Linked DNA regions of Mus musculus: regions 1 and 2 are each linked to region 3. The links are chromatin contacts, called in public Hi-C and HiChIP or PLAC-seq maps. All regions are on one chromosome and are shown on one strand. Each heading gives the region's core, a stretch centred on a gene start, on an enhancer-like site or on the middle of the called end of the contact. The rest is flanking DNA. Distances are from core to core; before and after follow the strand shown.

Evidence for each region. A called contact is a pair of places that touch in the nucleus more often than the background predicts. HiChIP or PLAC-seq counts read pairs in DNA pulled down with a chosen protein or histone mark.
Region 1: an H3K27ac HiChIP or PLAC-seq map of microglia shows a contact between it and region 3, with 7 times the contacts expected there. The contact joins the enhancer-like site here to the promoter of Slc25a17 in region 3. A contact is called at or near these places in 12 of 39 promoter capture datasets (the 3T3-L1 cell line, 3T3-L1-derived adipocytes, the C10 cell line and 7 more), 1 of 15 datasets of contacts at CTCF or cohesin (the NIH/3T3 cell line) and 7 of 115 datasets of contacts at active chromatin or transcription factors (the 230-238 cell line, T-cell acute lymphoblastic leukemia, embryonic stem cells and 4 more).
Region 2: a Hi-C map of embryonic fibroblasts shows a contact between it and region 3, with 1.9 times the contacts expected there. The contact joins the enhancer-like site here to the promoter of Slc25a17 in region 3. A contact is called at or near these places in 12 of 39 promoter capture datasets (the 3T3-L1 cell line, 3T3-L1-derived adipocytes, the C10 cell line and 7 more), 3 of 15 datasets of contacts at CTCF or cohesin (the NIH/3T3 cell line, large pre-B cells and pro-B cells), 13 of 484 Hi-C or Micro-C datasets (B cells, the C2C12 cell line, the HL-1 cell line and 10 more), 5 of 115 datasets of contacts at active chromatin or transcription factors (DN3 thymocytes, the HPC-7 cell line, kidney and 2 more) and 1 of 9 other capture datasets (liver).

The regions. Positions count from the first base shown.
Region 1 is chr15:81,044,290-81,047,448 of GRCm38.p6, reverse strand. It overlaps Mrtfa (myocardin related transcription factor A), which reads left to right. Exons shown (of 14, transcript NM_001082536.2): 3 at 2,095-2,160. Among named protein-coding and RNA genes, the nearest start is that of Sgsm3, 68 kb to the right of the region's middle. Within about 2 kb of position 1,903, at least 134 of the 459 cell types and tissues checked have an H3K27ac peak or open chromatin away from gene starts, as enhancers often do. A contact at or near this core is called in the 230-238 cell line, the HPC-7 cell line, T-cell acute lymphoblastic leukemia and 4 more, where this site is marked.
Region 2 is chr15:81,073,490-81,076,803 of GRCm38.p6, reverse strand. All of the region lies in intron 2 of Mrtfa (myocardin related transcription factor A), which reads left to right. Among named protein-coding and RNA genes, the nearest start is that of Sgsm3, 97 kb to the right of the region's middle. Within about 2 kb of position 1,838, at least 47 of the 459 cell types and tissues checked have an H3K27ac peak or open chromatin away from gene starts, as enhancers often do. A contact at or near this core is called in the C2C12 cell line, the HL-1 cell line, the HPC-7 cell line and 2 more, where this site is marked.
Region 3 is chr15:81,359,129-81,362,548 of GRCm38.p6, reverse strand. Slc25a17 (solute carrier family 25 (mitochondrial carrier, peroxisomal membrane protein), member 17) reads left to right here and starts at 1,784. Exons shown (of 9, transcript NM_011399.3): 1 at 1,784-1,872. The coding sequence starts at 1,819.

The DNA.
Region 1 (3,159 bases), core at 654-3,153, 320 kb after region 3:
GAAAGGTAGCTCAGTGAGCATTCGCCTGGCGTGCACAGGGCCCGGAGTTTGATCCCCATTGTCACAAAACAGCACACACAGACAGACACACACACACACACACAGACACACACACACAGACACACACACACACCAAAGGTATGTAGGATAGGGTCTGGTACAAAGCACATGCTATAAATATCAGCCACTGAAATGGTTGTTGCTTTTACCTATTTAATTAGGGCTTTATTTTAAGCAATGTTAATTTGTTTTAAAAAAAATCGCCTCTTTGTTAGATTTCCAAACTCTCAACATCTTGAGAGTCAGTTTGGTTCTCTCTCTCTCCCCCTCTCCTTCTCTCTCCCTCCCTTCTTTCTTCCCTCCCTCTCTCCCTCTCTCAAGACAGGGTTTCTCTGTGTAGCCCTGGCTCTCCTGGAACTCACTTTGTACACCAGGCTAGCCTGCAACTCAGAGATCTCTCTGCCTCTGCCTCCTGAGTGCTGGAATTAAAGATGTATGCCAATTCAATTTTTATAGCCAAGGTAGGCTTTGAATTTTTGATCCTCCTGCCTTAGTCTTCTGAGTAGCTGCCCCTAATTCCTGTCATTAAATGCCTGCTATAATAAAATACAAATAACATTTTTTCTTTTTTGAGACAGACTTTTACTTTGTAGCAACCCCAGGCTGATGTGAAAATTTTAACTGTCCTTTGCCTCAGCCTCCAAAGGCTGGGAGAATATAGGTATGAGCCACCATGCTTGGCTTAATAAGACTTTTTTTTTTTTAATTAAATTTATAGGAGTTTGTAAATTAGCAGGGGGGATATTCAGAGGTAACCACGCACAGCACCCAACATCACTGTTCAGGTAAAGTAGCTTAGGTGACCCAACGTAATTCTGAATATAGTGGAGAATATAGAGAAGAAGAGAAAAAGAAAAAGAGAGTGGACATTTTCAAGCAAAAATGAAATTTTAAAGGTGAGGGAAAGTCCATGGTACTTAAGGAAGAGTAAAATTTAACATTCTCGTTGGGGTGTCTCACCCTAGGGAATCGTGCCTGGAAGTCCCCATTGCAGCCTGATGTGACATAAGAGCAGAAGGAGGCAAGCAAGCTTGCTAACAGGACAGGGAAAGGAACTTGGAACATAAATCATAATTTTGAGAGAAAGAGAAGTTCTGCTTGTTCCTGTGACCTTGAAGCGTAGGCAAGAGCCCAGCCAGCGTCCTCCCATCCTTGGGTGCCTCTAAAAATCGCTGCGTAGAAAAGGCCCGTGTTAGTACACCACTGTTCCTAGTATTTGTAGGTTACCCTCAGATATGACTTTCAGGGCCCTGCAGTTGAAACCTGTTAGACAGAAGGGGACTTGCTGTGGGCTCTGGGATCCTCCTAACCCTCCCTAGACATTTTCTTAGCATCGTAACCACAGCTATGCTAGTTGATCCTTTGAGTAGTGTATAGTTGTAAAGATGGTTGATGTTTAATTTGATAAAGATCCCTGTTGTTTCATTGAGCAGTGTTGCCAAACAGAGCTAGGAGCGACACCTGTCTCCACTAGCCCGATGTACACTAAGTCGTAGCTCTTGGGTGTCTCCTCTCAGCAGAGAAAGCCCTGTGTGAAAACAGAAGCATGTGGACGGCAAGATACCTTGTAGTCTAGAGGAATGTGGTGTGTGTGAAAGTAGCCATACTTTTTAGATTGTGGTCTCTGTGCAGAGTGCATTTGTTCAACATGCTATGTGCAAACACTTAGAACTTATACAGCTCTTTGTGCTGGGCGCTGGCCCCATTAGACTTTCTTTGAGCTTAGAACTGGTTGGTGTTTCTCAGTCCCAGGAGGAAGGCTGAGTTCTGTAAGGTTTAAGCAAGAGGCAAGACTGGTAGTTTGTGGATTGTTATCACCCTGCAAGACTCTTCGCAACTTCCTCTTGCCGCCCACAGCAGAATGCGGAAACCCTGCTGTGTCAGGCCACTTCTGCAGTTACCCACAGTTGCAGTTTGGGATCCTCCTTTCATACCATAGGCTACCTTTTAGACTTTGCTGCATTTGAGAATGTGTCTGCTGAGGTGGAATGGCTGACTAACCTGCATCTGTCTTCTCTTCTTGCCACCATGCAGTGCTGCAGTTGAAGCTCCAGCAGCGGCGGACCCGGGAGGAACTGGTGAGCCAAGGGATCATGCCGCGTAAGTGTCTCTCGGTGTTTGTACACTTGCTCCTTGGGTTGGCTTGGCTCCTCGGTGGCATAGGAGCACCCTACAGAGCAGGGGTCAGGGGTCTCGTTCCAGTCTTACCCGCCTCTTACTTTTCCATCAGGAGTCCTTGATGGATGGAACAGGTTGTCAATTGCCCAGATTCATCATGTTCAGTGAAACAAGCAGTGCTAGGCTTCCAGCAGGTCGGCAGATAGCCCCGTGCCTTTGAATTGCCTCTTTCCTGGGTTCCCAGCATCCCTTCATGGGAGGAGCAGGGGCTGCTCTGTTCACATCCACTTCACCTCTGTGCTCAGCTGTTAGGAAGAAACCTCTCCTCTCCCCTTGCAGACAGGTACCGTCAGTGAACTACAGTTTATTTTAGAGCTGTGAGGCACCCATGGCGGATACGCGTGTGTGTATGCCTGGATGGAGCTGTTGGTGAGCTGTTCTGACACTGGGCCAGTGTCTGCATCCCTGGGGTAGAAGTGAAACCACGCCTTAGACTCTGTTAGAGACAAGAAAGCCTGTTTTGAATACTAAGAGCACCGTAGACAGTGAAGGCTAGAACCAGGGTCTTGCTCTTCTGACATGTCTTCATGAGTTCTCAGCAGATCATACAAGCTTCCGTCCCCTGGTGGTATGTCGTCACCACTCGGCTCCACCCTGAGGAGGAAGACAGCGAGAGAGCGCACACACACACACACACACACACACCCCAGCAGCATCTGCTGTCATGATGTTTCATGGTCTCCCCCACATGTTACTGCCCACTGTCCCGTTGCCCCGCTGCCATCCATGTTGTTGGCCACTCACTCAGAGGAATCATGTGTGCAGCTACAGTGAATCTGCCCCTGCAAGAGTGGAGGGAGGAAGTGGAGACAAAGGAAGAAGATAATATTACACCTCTTAGTAAGTGTGATGTAGTAAATTAATGGTGGTGGATGTGTTTACAGTTAACAGGAAAAAGTTGGAGACACAGCCGGGCGTGGT
Region 2 (3,314 bases), core at 589-3,088, 290 kb after region 3:
GCACATGCCAGCATCCTGGAGAGGTTTGTGTACTGACATATGTATTTCAAGATAGTGTATTCCTAGCACTGGGTTTGGTGGGCTGAGGGAAGTCTTTTTTAAGTTCAGAACATGCTATTGTCAGATTGTCTATTGTATTTGGGGGTGGAGCAGAGTCTCATGCAGCGTCATATTAATTTTTTTAAACAAAAATTTTAGAAATACAAGAAAAGAGAGACTTTTTTTAGCTGCCATGACTCTAATCCAGAATGTAGGAGGCCGAGGCAGGAAAGTCACTTCAAGTTCAAGGCCAGCCTGGGCTATGTGATGAAATTCTGCCTTCAAAATGTAATGGTGTCTGTAGTTTGTGGCAACCAGGTATGTACAAGAGTCCCTCCCCATCTTTGCCAGGTGTAGGTATTATACAGTCTCTTAATTTTTTGGCTGTCCTAATGGATGCTAAATCATAACTCATTGTTACTTTATTATCCCTCCATCCAAGAACTCAGGTAGATCTTTAACAAGAAAAAACTTTTGGGGGGGGGGGCAGGGTCTGAGGCAGGGTTTCTCTGTATAGCCCTGGTTGGCCTTGAACTCAGAAATCGTCCTGCCTCTGCCTCCCAAGTGCTGGGATTAAAGGCGTGCGCCACCACTGTCCGATAAGAATAAACTTTTAAGAAGCCTCAGCCTCTTTGGACAGTAGCCATGTCTCTTTAAAGTGCCAGTGAGGCATAGTGCCTTACTTCTTTTCCTTCTGCTATGATAAAATGCTCTGACAAAAGCAATGTAAAGAGGACAGTAGTGGCCCACACTTTTTACTCCCAGCACTCAGGAAACAGAGACAGGCAGATCTCAGTGAGTTCGAGGCCAGCCTGGTCTACAGAGTGAGTCCCAGGACAGCCAGAGCTACACAGAGAAACCCTGTCTCAAAACAACAACAGCAACAACAAAGCAAACAAACAATGCAAAAAAGCAGGGGGCGGGGGAGGAGGCAACATAAGGTAGAAAGGGCTTATCTTATTTTGGCCAACAGTTCACAGGTACAGCCTGTTATGATGAAGAAGTCACAAGAGTGGGAGCCTGAGGCAGCTGGCCACACTGCATTCATAGTCAAGAAGCAGAGAGTAATGGATTCTTATGCTCGCCCCACTTTGTTCTTTCTGTACAGCCCGGGATGTGCCATTCACAGTGGGCAGATCTTCTTACCTCAGCTAATCTCATTGAAATAAAGCATTGGATTCTCTTGGTAGATGGATTATGAAAGAGATGAGTATGACCCATACAGAATTGAATACAGTTTGACATAGTCCACCACAGTCTGGGCCTTATCAGCACCGGGGCTGGTTTAAATTTGGTCTCTTTCCACTTGGCTCTGTGATCCTGCACTGATGGCGAGCACTGTTGCTAGTGAGAGGTTGTTGTCAGTGACTTACGCTGACATCGTAGCAGCTGACTGTGATTTGCCTGTGCTCTAGCAGAGGCATGGTTTTGCCAACTGCAGACAGTTTCTGCGATTGTGTGATGTTTGGAATTCTGGGAACTTTTCAGAGGGTATAAAATGCTATGGCCCTGAGAGGCGAGGTTGGTGGTGGTTGCTTGTTCAGCAGATTGGTCATGGTTTGTTAGTAGTCATACTCAGAAGAAGAAACAAAAAGAAAGAAATTAGATTCAAGGGTCTCTCTCTCTCCCCCCCTCTATTTTTTCTCTCCTATCTAGAGGTGGGGGTTGAAACCTAGGGGTGGAGTGGGGTAGGAGAGGGGGAGATAAAGGGTGGGAAAAAGAAGAACCCACAGAGCAGCTAAGCCTGGTTACAATGCTGTTCTTGCAGGAGACTTGAGTTTGGTTCCCAGCACCCACATGGCAGCTTACAACCATCTATAACTCCAGTTCCAGGAGACCAGACACACCTCCTGGTCTCCATGGGCACCAGGCATGTATGTAGTGCACATACATATATGAGGCAAAAACATTCATGTGCTTAAAATTCAAATAGATCTTTTTTAAAACATGGATGTTGAACACTTGTGCAGATTTCCTCTGCTTCCTAAATTCTTTGTGTTGGAACATGTATCACGTGGTTGATGTCAACTCAAAAGAGGAAGTTAGAAGGGGAACCTTAAGTAGAATCAGCTTGGCCCATAGTCCATTTCCTATTGGACTACTAGCAGGACACCTGAGTCTGAGTAATTTGCAAAGAACAGAAGTTCTTGTAGCTTATAATTCTAGACCTCCAAGAGCATGGTGCTGACTTCTGTTGGCCTGGTAAGGGTTTTGCAGCTACATTACAGTGTGGGTCACTGTGGGAGCAACACCGCCACTCTTCAATACAGTTTCTCAAGGATGGGCTGGAGAGATGGCTCAGCCGTTAAAGGCTAGGCTCACAACCAAAAATATAAGGATGCACGTCTGAGCCCCAGCACTGGGAGACCGAGGCAGAAGATTGCAAAGTTTTGTTTCTTGAGACAAGGTCTCTCTACAAAGCCCTGGTTGTCCTAGAACTCTCTGTGTAGATCAGACTGGCCTCAAAGACACACAGATCTGCCCCTCTGCCCCTCTGCCCGCTGAGTGCTAGGATTGGAGGTGTGAGACCCTCTTCCTGGCTAGAAGAGTGCAGTTTTGAAGCCGACCTGGGCTGCATAGTAAAACCCAGCCCCACAAAACAAGAATGTTCTTCAGTATGTTACCATCTTGAGGCAGGAGTTTTTTAATTGTCATTTGCTTAAGAAATGCTAATTGCTGTGCTGTGTTCTTTCTGCAGACATGCTTATTCAATGGCAGCTAGACATGTTCATTTCCTCCCGACTTTTTGCTCTCAGAAATCTCCATGTGCAGGAAATGGTCTGTACTCTGGCAACACTGCTGCACAGGCCTGTGCTCAGAAGGCTTGCAGAGCCCCGTGCTGCCTCTAAAGTGACTCACTGTTAGAGAAGCAGAGCAAGAAATCCCAGGAGAGAGAGTGATCAGCTCCCTATCTTGGGTGATGGTTTTCTTTAATTTATTAGGTCATTAGATGTAGGAAGATGTTAACAGTTAGAAAACTCTAAAAGAATGTTAAGTTCCAGGCATGATGTCTTTATGGAATTCACTAAAATATTAATTTGGTGATGTTAACTCCTTTTTAATGCCTTGTTCTTTCCCTGTTTTTTCCACCCTATGAACATTTTTGTCTGTGCTGTAGGAGACCATGAGCTGTCGTAATTGTAAAATGTCAAAAATTAAACAAAAGGAACAGTTAATTGAATATTTTTAGTACTGTTAATACAGATTATTGACCGATCGCCTCATTAATTTTACCCTAAACCTATATAAATGTGGTGATGTTCCAGTTTCCAGGT
Region 3 (3,420 bases), core at 535-3,034:
AATTTAAGTTATAGTAATTCCAACAAGTAGAGTATGTAACTAGTAAAACTGGTTGGGGCTGGGAGATGCTTCAGTGTCAAGAGCACATCTTGCCTGTAGTCAGTTCCCAAGCACCCACCCAGGTTTGGCAGACACATTTTAAAATAAGAATATAGCTCATGGATGAAGAGGAAAGCAGACACAGCAGTGTCAAGTTTGGAAAGTTTGAACAGTTCTGTGAAACGTGTGTACTGACTGGTTTTGTGTTCAACTTGACACAGCTGGAGTTATCACAGAGAAAGGAGCCTCCCTTGAGGAAATGCCCCCATGAGGTCCAGCTGTAAGGCATTTTCTCAATTAGTGATCAAGGGTGGGAGGGCCCCTTGTGGGTGGTGCCATCTCTGGGCTGGTAGTCCTGGGTTCTATAAGAAAGCAAGCTGAGCAAGCCAGTAAGAAACATCCCTCCATGACCTCTGCATCAGCTCCTGCTTCCTGACCTGCTTGAGTTCCAGTCCTGACTTCCTTTGGTGGTGAACAGCAATGTGGAAATGTAAACTGAATAAAACCCTTTTCTCCCCAACTTGCTTCTTGGTCATGATGTTTTGTGCAGGAATAGAAACCTTAAGACTATCACAGTGGAAGGGTAAAATACTGACTTTGCTTTTAGATTTACCTTTATGTGCATGAGTGCATTTATGTAAGCAGTCCTGGATTCTTTCAGAGGACAGAAAGCTGTGGCGTCTGTCCCGAGGGACATAGAGGGTTGTGTGATAGCAACTGAAGAGCAAGCGTTCTTAGCTGCTGAGCTATATCTATACAGCCCCAAATTGTCAGTTTAAACAAACTATGCTAGAGGTTTAACTACCGGGCCTCAGAGCCTTGATTCTATATCTCGCAGCGGGTGTTGGGATGGCTGAATGGAGAAACGAAGGTTGGAGATATTGACCCACCCCCTTATCTATGGCTATCAGCTTATCCTGGAGGGTTGCTTTTGTTTTGACGCTGTTTCTATAGTTCTGGCTAGCCAACTCCACTTCTCAGCATCCATGGTACTGGGATTACAGGCTACGTTTTAGGGTTTAGGTCTGTTTTGGCTTTTGTTTTGAGACGAGTCTCAGCCCAGGTTAATCTCAAATTCTCTCTGTAGCTGAGGGTGACTCTGTACTAAATTCTTTTAACAAAATTATTTAGTCGTGTGTGTGTGTGTGTGTGTGTGTGTGTATGTCTTAGTGTGCGCGGAAACCCGAGAAGGTCAGACCCCCTGGAACTATACTTGCTTGGGATACTGGGACCTAAACGAGGATCCTCTGCAAAAGCAGTACTTGTTCTTAACTGAGCCAACTCTTCAGTCCCCAGATCCTCTTTCCACTTCCTGAGTACTGTGTTTACTGGTGTTTATGGTTTGCTGGTAGTCATGCTAAGCAAGCACTAACAACTGAGCCTGCCAACATATATTTTGCAAGGAACTGGGGTGCAGGAGTCATTAAGGACTTTTATGTCCTCCCGTTTTATGGGCTTGACTAACCAATTTAGTGTGCAAGCACACTGACAGACTGAGGGGCTAGGAACCTTTGCAGGGGGTGCTCAGAACACAGATCCTTCCATAGCCACTGAGCATTGCTCCGCCCCTTGACCGATCCGGACCAATCGATGTTCAGGGGCGTTCCTGGGCATTTCACACTCGCCTCCCCGGCTGTTCTCCCCAGCGAACCAGGGCAGTCTGTGACCCGGAAGCAGTCGTTCTGGTGGAGGCGGGGGAGACTTCTGAGAGGTGGGGCTTGAGACGGTCCTTTCACGAACCCGCACACTCTGAGGCGCCTGAGTGAAAAGTGTGGCACCATGGCCTCTGTGCTGTCCTACGAAAGTCTGGTACACGCCGTGGCCGGAGCCGTGGTGAGGAGGGGTTTGGGGCTTCGAAGTAAATCTCGGGATGGGTCGGGGAGAAGGGCACGGGGGAGATGTGGGGACCGAATCTGTCACAACTGGAACGAAAAGGACGGGCATAAATGGAAAGTTGCTGCTACAAGAGGGAGGGCGAGGCCAGGAGCCACCCTCTGCCGCAGTCCCCTCTGGACTTTCCCAGAGACTGTCTGGACTATCAGTCACAAAGGTCCAGAGGGAATAGGGAAGAAGATAATTGCTATTTTCTTTGCCTTCTGAAGTTTAAAAGTTTAAGGCCAACCCTTCCCTTACCCAACTCTCACTGCACACAAACTTCGTCCAAATTGGTCCTGCGGAAAAACTAAGTGTGAAGATGGGGTGCTTGCTGTAAGTCTACTGCCAGCCTGGTGTCACACCTTATCCCAGGCAAGTGGCAATAGCTAATGGAACATTCCTAGTCAGCCTTATTGCCAGGAAAAGATAGGGTGTTTGTTTGTTTATTTTTTAAGTCAAGATCGGTGGTGTTATGTACTACCTGTATAGTTACTGTGAGTTAAGTGCTTTGTTCTTCGATTTAGAGGTATCTAAGTTCCTTCCATTTGACACTTCCCTTTTCCCTGAAACTTCACATTCTTGGCACAGGTAACATTCCTCCTCTGGTTCTTTTCCTCAGACTGTTTCCCATGTTCTTCCCTAACTCCCAGCATGTACCTTTAGCCATGTAGAGTCACCGTGGACCATTCCTATCCATTCAGACAGCTTATGTTCCGGTGAAGAGTAATCTGAGTTTTTTAATTCCAATTCTATCATATGTTTACCAGGTAATCTCAAATCTCACGTTTGTAATCTATGAAGAGGGAAGAAAATATTACACTTTTCTTCTAGACCTTGAGAAGTAGGTGAGGGAATATTACATGGTGTCTTATTCAAAAGAGTCGCGTTCCTTTAAATCAACCAGAAGTGCCTTTTGCTCGTTATGAAAGAACTGGGGTGGAAGTTTGTTGTGACATGTTTTCAGTTGGTCATAGGGACCTGTTTGACTGAAGTGGAAATGCAAATGGGGGGCCAAATGATTCATGACTTTGTGTAGGAAAGGGTCAGTGGTTGCACTTACTGATTGACATTTCAAACCCGATCCTCTCTGCTGCCCTGTGGAGAGTAGAATACGGAAGGCACATCTCTCTCAGGCAAGAGATGGCTGTGACCTATTGGTGGAAGGGGTAAGAGAGCATTTGCCTGGAATGGATTTATAAGAACCACCAGGATTTAATGATAGCTTGGGTGTAGCTTAGGGTTGCTTGTGTCTGACAAATTTTTGACTCAAGGAACATGAATGGTCTTCCTCCCAAGTGAACTGACAGTGGTTGTGAAGACTCAAGTTTGGGGGAAAAGTTAAACTTGGTTATAGTTTTGAAGTAGTTAAGGTTGAAGTCCCTGAGAATAGCATGACATTAAATGATTAACTCGCCAAGGAAGTGAACAGGGGACTAAGAAAATAACAGTGACCCAGTGGAAAAGCTGGCTGACCTTAAAAGGTGGGGGAAGGGAGCTTGTGTTACA